Regions from separate parts of the Zea mays genome. Here region 1 is linked to region 2. A link is a contact called in public Hi-C data. All regions are on one chromosome and are shown on one strand. The core of a region is the stretch at or near the end of the contact, and the rest is flanking DNA. Distances in the headings are between cores, read along the strand shown.

The links. A called contact is a pair of places that touch in the nucleus more often than the background predicts.
Region 1: a contact with region 2 is called in a Hi-C map of tassel, with 4 times the contacts expected there. The contact joins the promoter of LOC103634491 here to the promoter of LOC542687 in region 2. A contact is called at or near these places in 3 of 25 Hi-C or Micro-C datasets (ear, leaf and tassel).

What each region holds. Positions count from the first base shown.
Region 1 is chr1:44,342,879-44,346,496 of Zm-B73-REFERENCE-NAM-5.0, reverse strand. LOC103634491 (protein YIPF5 homolog) reads right to left here and starts at 1,624. Exons shown (of 2, transcript NM_001346983.1): 1 at 688-1,624. The coding sequence starts at 1,484. The coding sequence ends at 708. It also overlaps the pseudogene LOC103634490.
Region 2 is chr1:44,176,565-44,180,081 of Zm-B73-REFERENCE-NAM-5.0, reverse strand. It overlaps LOC542687 (SNF1-related protein kinase), which reads right to left and starts at 2,075. Exons shown (of 11, transcript NM_001112203.1): 1 at 1,961-2,075.

The sequences.
Region 1 (3,618 bases), core at 375-2,874, 170 kb before region 2:
CCATGCTCAAGGTGTTAAATATTTTACTGTAAAGTGTCTTCAATGTCATTCGATTTAGAGACATCACTGGGTTCATTAAAATCAACAACTTGTCAATTTCCAGTTCTAAATGATACTTGCAGATAATATCCACCAACAATTTGTCATTCTATGAACATTATTATCACTTATAACATGTGAGCATCACTATCACACTGCTAACAATTCATTGGTTCCAATAACACTTATAGGTCACTCTTGAATGAATTACAATCATGTATTTAACTGGGTAGTGCATACTCATAACCACATTTCAGTTACAACTTACAATAATGGCAGAAACCAGAACAATATCATGGGGTAGTCAAGTTAAATCCAGATGAGGTCAACACAGCAAACATCCATCAAGTTGATATTCTATGAGGTTTCAAAGGAAAAGAACAAAAAGTAACCACCAGACTCAAATCTTGTTAAATCAAGATTGTAGTGGCCAAATGTTTGTTAATTGGTATACGATCAAATAAATTTATATATATTTTCCATTTCTCCTCACAACACAATAATTATGTATAACACCTAAATCAGAGGTAAAATGAATACCTTAGAGGTTTACACAGGAAACTATTGCTATAGTGCAACCACGAGTGCATATAACAACAATGATCAAATTAAATATTTGCAAGGTCTAGTATAGTTGTCCGACCATACCTTCCAGACCATAAATGGTATCAGAAGATGACAAGCAACGAGAAGAGCATGTAGACGAGCCAGCACGCATAAGCGATGAGCCCCCTGTGCTCGTCTCCACTGGATGCAAGCTCTGCTAGCAGCCTGGTGCAGACCCTGGCGGACCATATCACGAACGCCATCCCTACTCCAAATATGAGCCCGCCCCCGCGCGGCAGGAAGAGGGAGACAGCCGAGAAGATGACCATGGGCAGCATGCAGTAGCCGACGAGGCTAACGCATCTGTACAGATCGAGGTCCCCGCGGCGGCCGCCCGAGAGCATGGAGAAGACGAAGTAGAGGAAGAGAGACGCCACGGTGACCCAGCCGAGCACGATCCCAAAGTGGAACTTCCCCGCGAGGAGCTGGAATAGTCCAAAGGAAAGGAGGAAGAGGAACGGGCCCGACAGGTCGGCGTCGGCGTGGAGGGAGGGGTCGGCGGAGCGGAGCGGGTGGAGGATGGAGATCGTCTTCCGCCAGATCTGGCGCGTGTTGATACCGAGCTCCTCGAGGAGCGGCGGCTCGTCCTCGAAGGACGAGCCGGAACCGGCGACACCGATAGGCCCCGCGAAGAGGGGTGGCGCGGAGGAGGAGGAGGCCGCGGCAGCTGATACATCGAACGACATGAAGGGGAGCGGGTTGGCGGCGGATGAGGTGGAGGGGCGGGGCGGCGCGAACGCGGGCGGAGGGGAGGCCCCCACGCCCTGGGGAGGGTACCGGCGGTGCGTCGGTGTGGACGGCGTGAAGACCACCGGCGGCACGGGGAACTCCTTCGCCATGGCCGCGGCGATCGGGAAAGAAGCGGCGGCGAGGGTTCGAGATCTAGGTAGTTGCGGCCTTGCCGATCGAGGAGTAGACCGGTGCGCCCAACTGCGAGGGACAGCTGCGTACAGCGTACTGCGGTTTTCGGCTTTTGTTTATTTTCCTCTCATTTTCCCCCATATTTCAGCCTGTTTGGTCACACTCATTTATTCTCTATTTTACCAAACATAAGAATTTACTAGGTGTGTGCTCGTGCGTTACATCGGGAGTACACTGGGATGAGCATCGACACATATCTGATCGGATCTTATATTTCCTTGGGGGTCTGGAGAAAGTTTACTCGGAAGCCAACATGTTAAGACCTGAGCAAGTGTTACCCTTGTGCCCCATCAGCACACTGTTGCGCGCTTGTATGAGTGTTGTTAATTTGTATGTCTCGTGCATAGTCTCTCACCATCTATTCACTATAACATACATAATCCGTGTGACAAACATTATCAATATCGCACAAACTATTTTAAAATGTCAATATAGAATTTTTAATAATAGGCAAATATGTCGACAATCGTACATTAATCTAATCCTTTGAGCGCAACAAACTCTCAAGCAGGAAATGGGTTCATGTTGATCCAGTTGCTGGTCACGATCTTCACCCCATCTACGCAGATGGTTTTGCTACCTTAATGGCGTCCTCTAAGAAGCAGCACGCAGCCAACCTACAGTTCAGATCACCTCAACTTCATCACACACACCCACCGCTGGGGAAGCACCAAATGAGCATCACAAAACCAAACAGACATCTCACGCCGACCTGACAAAACTACAAAGGAGTTCCAACGCACAGTTCAAGGATGGACGCCACTCCCTGAGAACCTACAGTCGCTCAACCATCAGCACAAACAGCCAGATTTCAGACGACACCAATATCTGACACTACGCTCCGCCTTGGCTTGAAATCATGCAACCATTGCTTCATGGAGTCCACCATCTTGTCCAGCCCTATAAATTTTTTGTAGTGTAGATGGGGAAAGACTTTTCCGTAGCCATTGTATTCCGATTTCTCTAAATGGTCCACACCATAGCCATTAACAGGAGTCAACTTTGTTTACGAGTACCCATACATTTCATGAATTCATGCTTATAAAACAAGTCCTCTATATAAAAAGTAACAATATCCCAATTAAAAATCTAGCTCCAGCATTTCCGTATAAACTTTGACAGGACACATCTAAAGAAAATGTGATTGATAGACTCCATATCCTGATAGAGAACACAACGGCTACTCTCCTTCCATCCCCTCTTTTTTAAAACAATAGTAGCCTGCACTTTCCTATTGTATCATTGTCAAAGAAAAATCTTAATTTTCAAAGGCAACTCACACTTCAGATGGTTTTAAGCACATTATTCCTTACACCTCCATCAGTTCTAAACTTATATAACGAATTAACAGTAAAGTTCTTAGAGCTGTCCAAACTCCAGAGCACTACATCCCTCTCAAGTTGCATGACCTGCTCTTGTAGATCCGCTTGAAGCTCTGCCCACATGTTAAGATCCTTAGCTAAGAGAGGACGCTGAATCTCCACGCTCCAATCCTCCTCATCATAGCACTCATATACAAGAACATCCTTTTTTTTAGATAAACCCTACATACTGTTATAATGCTGATGTTGATTATTACAGACAATTCTTGGCTCCATTCCAATGTTGAAAGAATTTCTGAACCGCAAGAAATGTGACAAAATTATTTGACGGTCTCAAACCGTGTTAAACACCCCAAATAAGTTCGAGGTGCTGCCAGTTAACCTCTTAAAGCTAAAGCTCCTCTCATATGTGACAAAAAAATATTAGGATGACAAAACAATCAGAAGGAAGAATCACATCCGTTTCTCAGATGTGATCACAGACTGCGTTTGTAAACTCTGATGTCGATGCCTTTCCACCAAGATCAGCAGTCCTGTACTTGCCCTCGGCGATGGTCTGGAGGATGGCGTTGTGGATCCGGTCTGCTTTGTCGTTGAATTGCATGTGGCGCAACAACATGACAGCACTCAGCATAAGAGCAGTCGGGTTCGCAAGGTTCTTGCCAGCAATATCAGGAGCAGAACCATGAACAGCTTCAGCCAGACAAATGCCACCTTCACCAATATTGCA
Region 2 (3,517 bases), core at 826-3,325:
TAGATCATACTTGGTGTACAATGCTCCTAATTGCCCCCACAACATAAATTATTGAACTTAATTACGGATATAAAACTATGTAAATGCTCAAATCCATTCTATTTAAGAATAAAAAGGAATGCCATCATGCATTTATGCGATCGCATCCTCCCATAAGCCATACCAAAGCCTTTGCAGGCCTTTGTCCTCTACAAAACCTCCTAAGCCATCCCATCAACCATTAACCATCAACGTAGCCTTTTAGTCTCAAGCAAGTTGGGGTAGGCTAGAGTTAAAACCCACAAGAAGTCACCAAAAAGAGAAAGAGAAAGAAAAAGGGGAGGAGGAAGAGCTTTTGAAAGCACTAAAAGGGAAAAGTCCTAATCATGGTTCGGGCACGTGGATAACTTATTTTCAAGCACTTCTATCAAACACAACTCCATTGAGATATTCCATTCCTTCAAGTCACTTTTGATTGACTCCTCCCATGTCAAGTTTGGTCGTCCTCTACCTCGCTTCACATTATTGTCCTGTCTTATGATGCCTCTGTGCACCGGTGCCTCTAGGGGTCTACGGTGGACATGGTCAAACCATCTCAACCTATCTCAACCGGTGTTGAATAAGCTTTTCTTCAATTGGTACTGCTCCTAGCCGATCGCGTATGTTATCGTTTCTCACTCGTCCAATCTTGTGTGCTCACATATCCAACGCAACATACGCATCTCTGCGACACTTAGTTGTTGGATATGTCGTCTCTTAGTAGGCCAACACTCAGCCCCATATAACATAGCAAGCCTAATCGCCATCCTGTAGAACTTGCCTTTCAACTTCTATGGCACTCTCTTGTCGCATAGGACTCCTGATGCTTGACGCCATTTCATCCACCCCGCTTTGATCCTATGGCTAACATCTTCATCAATATCACCATCTCTTTGTAGCATCGATCCCAAATAATGTAAGGTGTCCTTCTTTAGTACTACCTGGTCTCCCAAGCTTACATCTCCATCCTCATTAATTGTAGTACCAAAGTCACATCTCATATACTCAGCTTTGGTCCTACTAATTCTAAATCCTTTTGACTCTAGGGTCTGACGCGGTAACTCTAGCTTTCTATTTACTCCTTCCCGGCTTTCATCTACTAGAACTACAAAACCTCTTAAGCCATCCTAGGAAAGTAGAATTCCCGATTACAGCACAACCTTTATAGTGCCTGCTCAGTGCTCACTGGATCTCGTCCATGGATGTTCAGGCCTTGCATCCACAATATTTAATAGGTGGTGCAAAAAGTAGATTAACACAGCAAGAGCTCCCTTGGTGCTGGAAAGAGATTAGTAAGCAATGGAATCATGTTGGTTTAATTCCTTTCAAAAGCCCTAACCAGCAGAGGTAACCCGGCCACCTCAGACAAATAGATCGATAACGGCAGCACCTAATTCGCATGAGTACCTAGTATCAAGAGTCAAAACGCTTAGTATTAACACGTGAATCTGCACGCAGAGCACACTCCAGTGACCAATCAGCTACTACGGTTTCATCTATACAAGAAACGGACGGGATATATAAATCGGAATCGCTCGGTCAGATAGGCGTTCAGTTCAAAAGCTAAAAATTGAGGAAAGTGAGGTCGACTGTACGTTCAATCGACTGAGAAACTATAGACGCAAGAGATCGCATGGAAGCAACCAAGCGATGAGAGCCTAGCCGGGAAGAATCCAGATAACGACACTAGAGAGCACTTCCTTACAGACCTGGTGGGCTGGTGTTGCGTCCGTGGAGACGAACACCGCCTCGCTCTAACCGTCCGTCAATATCCTCGCCCTCCCCAAGGAAATGCGACAGCGAGCCCACCTTGATCCGCAACTCAAAACCAACCCCCGAATCCCCCGACAATTATTCCCCCAGTTCCGAATCCGAAGAATCGAAGCAGGAGAGCCGTGCGAACCAGGAGGAAATCCACGAGAACAGCAAGCAGCGTGGTTACCTTACTTACCGGGTTCGCCGGCCCTCGACAGGTCAACCTTCCTGCGCGCGGACGAGCGAGTGCGGGCGGAGACGGGGAGAACACCTACGAGTGGGAGAGCGGGGCGGAGAGGGCTTTTGGACTTGGGGGCGTATGCCCGGCTTTGGTCCGATTCCGGGGGGCGGAGCGCGGAGGCTTTAACCCGGTGTTAGGTTAATTTTAATCGTCCGCCCTAGGCCGGGTTGGGCGAGGAGGCGGCGTTACCGGGGGAAGATCACCGTCGCGCTGACGTGGCAGCTCGCTCGCCCGGCCGCGCCCGCGATTCGGTCTTTCCGTCGTTTTGTGGCTCCTCTAGAACTTTTTTTTTCCCTTCTCTTTTTTGTCGTGTGCGTGTGTCCGTTTTTATTCCTGGATGGCGTAGCCGGGCCGGACGACGGCTGGGGCTTGTCGGAGGTGCTTTTGGTCGCAGGTGGAGTGGGGACTGGGGAGCTGACACGGCGCTGATGCGGTGCGGCTTCGGAGTACGGTTGTATCCGACGAGGAGGATCTGTGGATTGGTCGCGTCCTGCACGTGGTGAATGGTTCTCCTGGTTTGTTAACCCACAGTCCACACACGCATGACGCCATTGACGCGATCCCTGGCGGGCGGCGGCGGCACATTTGTGCTGCTCCGCAGTTCTTAGCTGTCGTGATCTCGTGGCTGATGGCCATCGGCCGGCCGATCCCTTAGGGCTTGTTCGGTTATTTCAATTCCATGTGGATTAATGTGTATTGGGATGGATTGGAATGGATTTTGACTTGATATGGATTTAAACCGACTCAATATCACCCAATCCACATGAATTGACCGCGAAACGAACAAGGCCTTAGCTAGCTCGACTTATAATCAGCTCGTTTCGAGTCGATTCGTTTTAATTTTATCATGAGATGAGTTTTATAATATTAACAAGTCAGTTCGAGCTTCATCGATCTGAGCTGGCTCGATATCCAGTCCTACTCATCATCGTCCGACGTAGGAGACATGGTATTATTAAAATATTTCCACTCACATTAGTGATGCGAGAGATTAACAAGGTTAAATGTGCCCTCGTGACATGTCCCTACTCGCTAAGACCTTTATTAATACTGTAGGATAATACCATAAAGTGAGTGCCCCTCCAATCACTACTACTCCTTATGTCTTTAGTGTAGACGTCCACAGTAGCTTTGTTCTGCCATAGCGCGCTCCGCCGCACCCCCGGTCCCCACGCCCGCAATCCCCGCCGCCGTCCTCGCGGCCGCCGCGCCCGCAAATCCCTACAGTAGCTGCAGCTTCATAAGCTGCCTCGCCATCATCGCAGGAATCATCGCGTCGTAAGCCGCCCGCCATCATCGCCCCTCGCACCTTCCTTCGCCAACAATCACAGATCGCCCCGCATTCGTGCTCCCCTCGCGTAATCCTAGGAAACCTTCATCGCCTCGTGTCCGTGCTCCTGCCCCGGCCCACCTTCCTACAGCAGCTGCAGCTCCCTCCGGCCTCCGGTGGTCTGGCACACCGCCTCCTCGCCCAGATCCGTCCGTGGTCCACCCCTCCTGCCC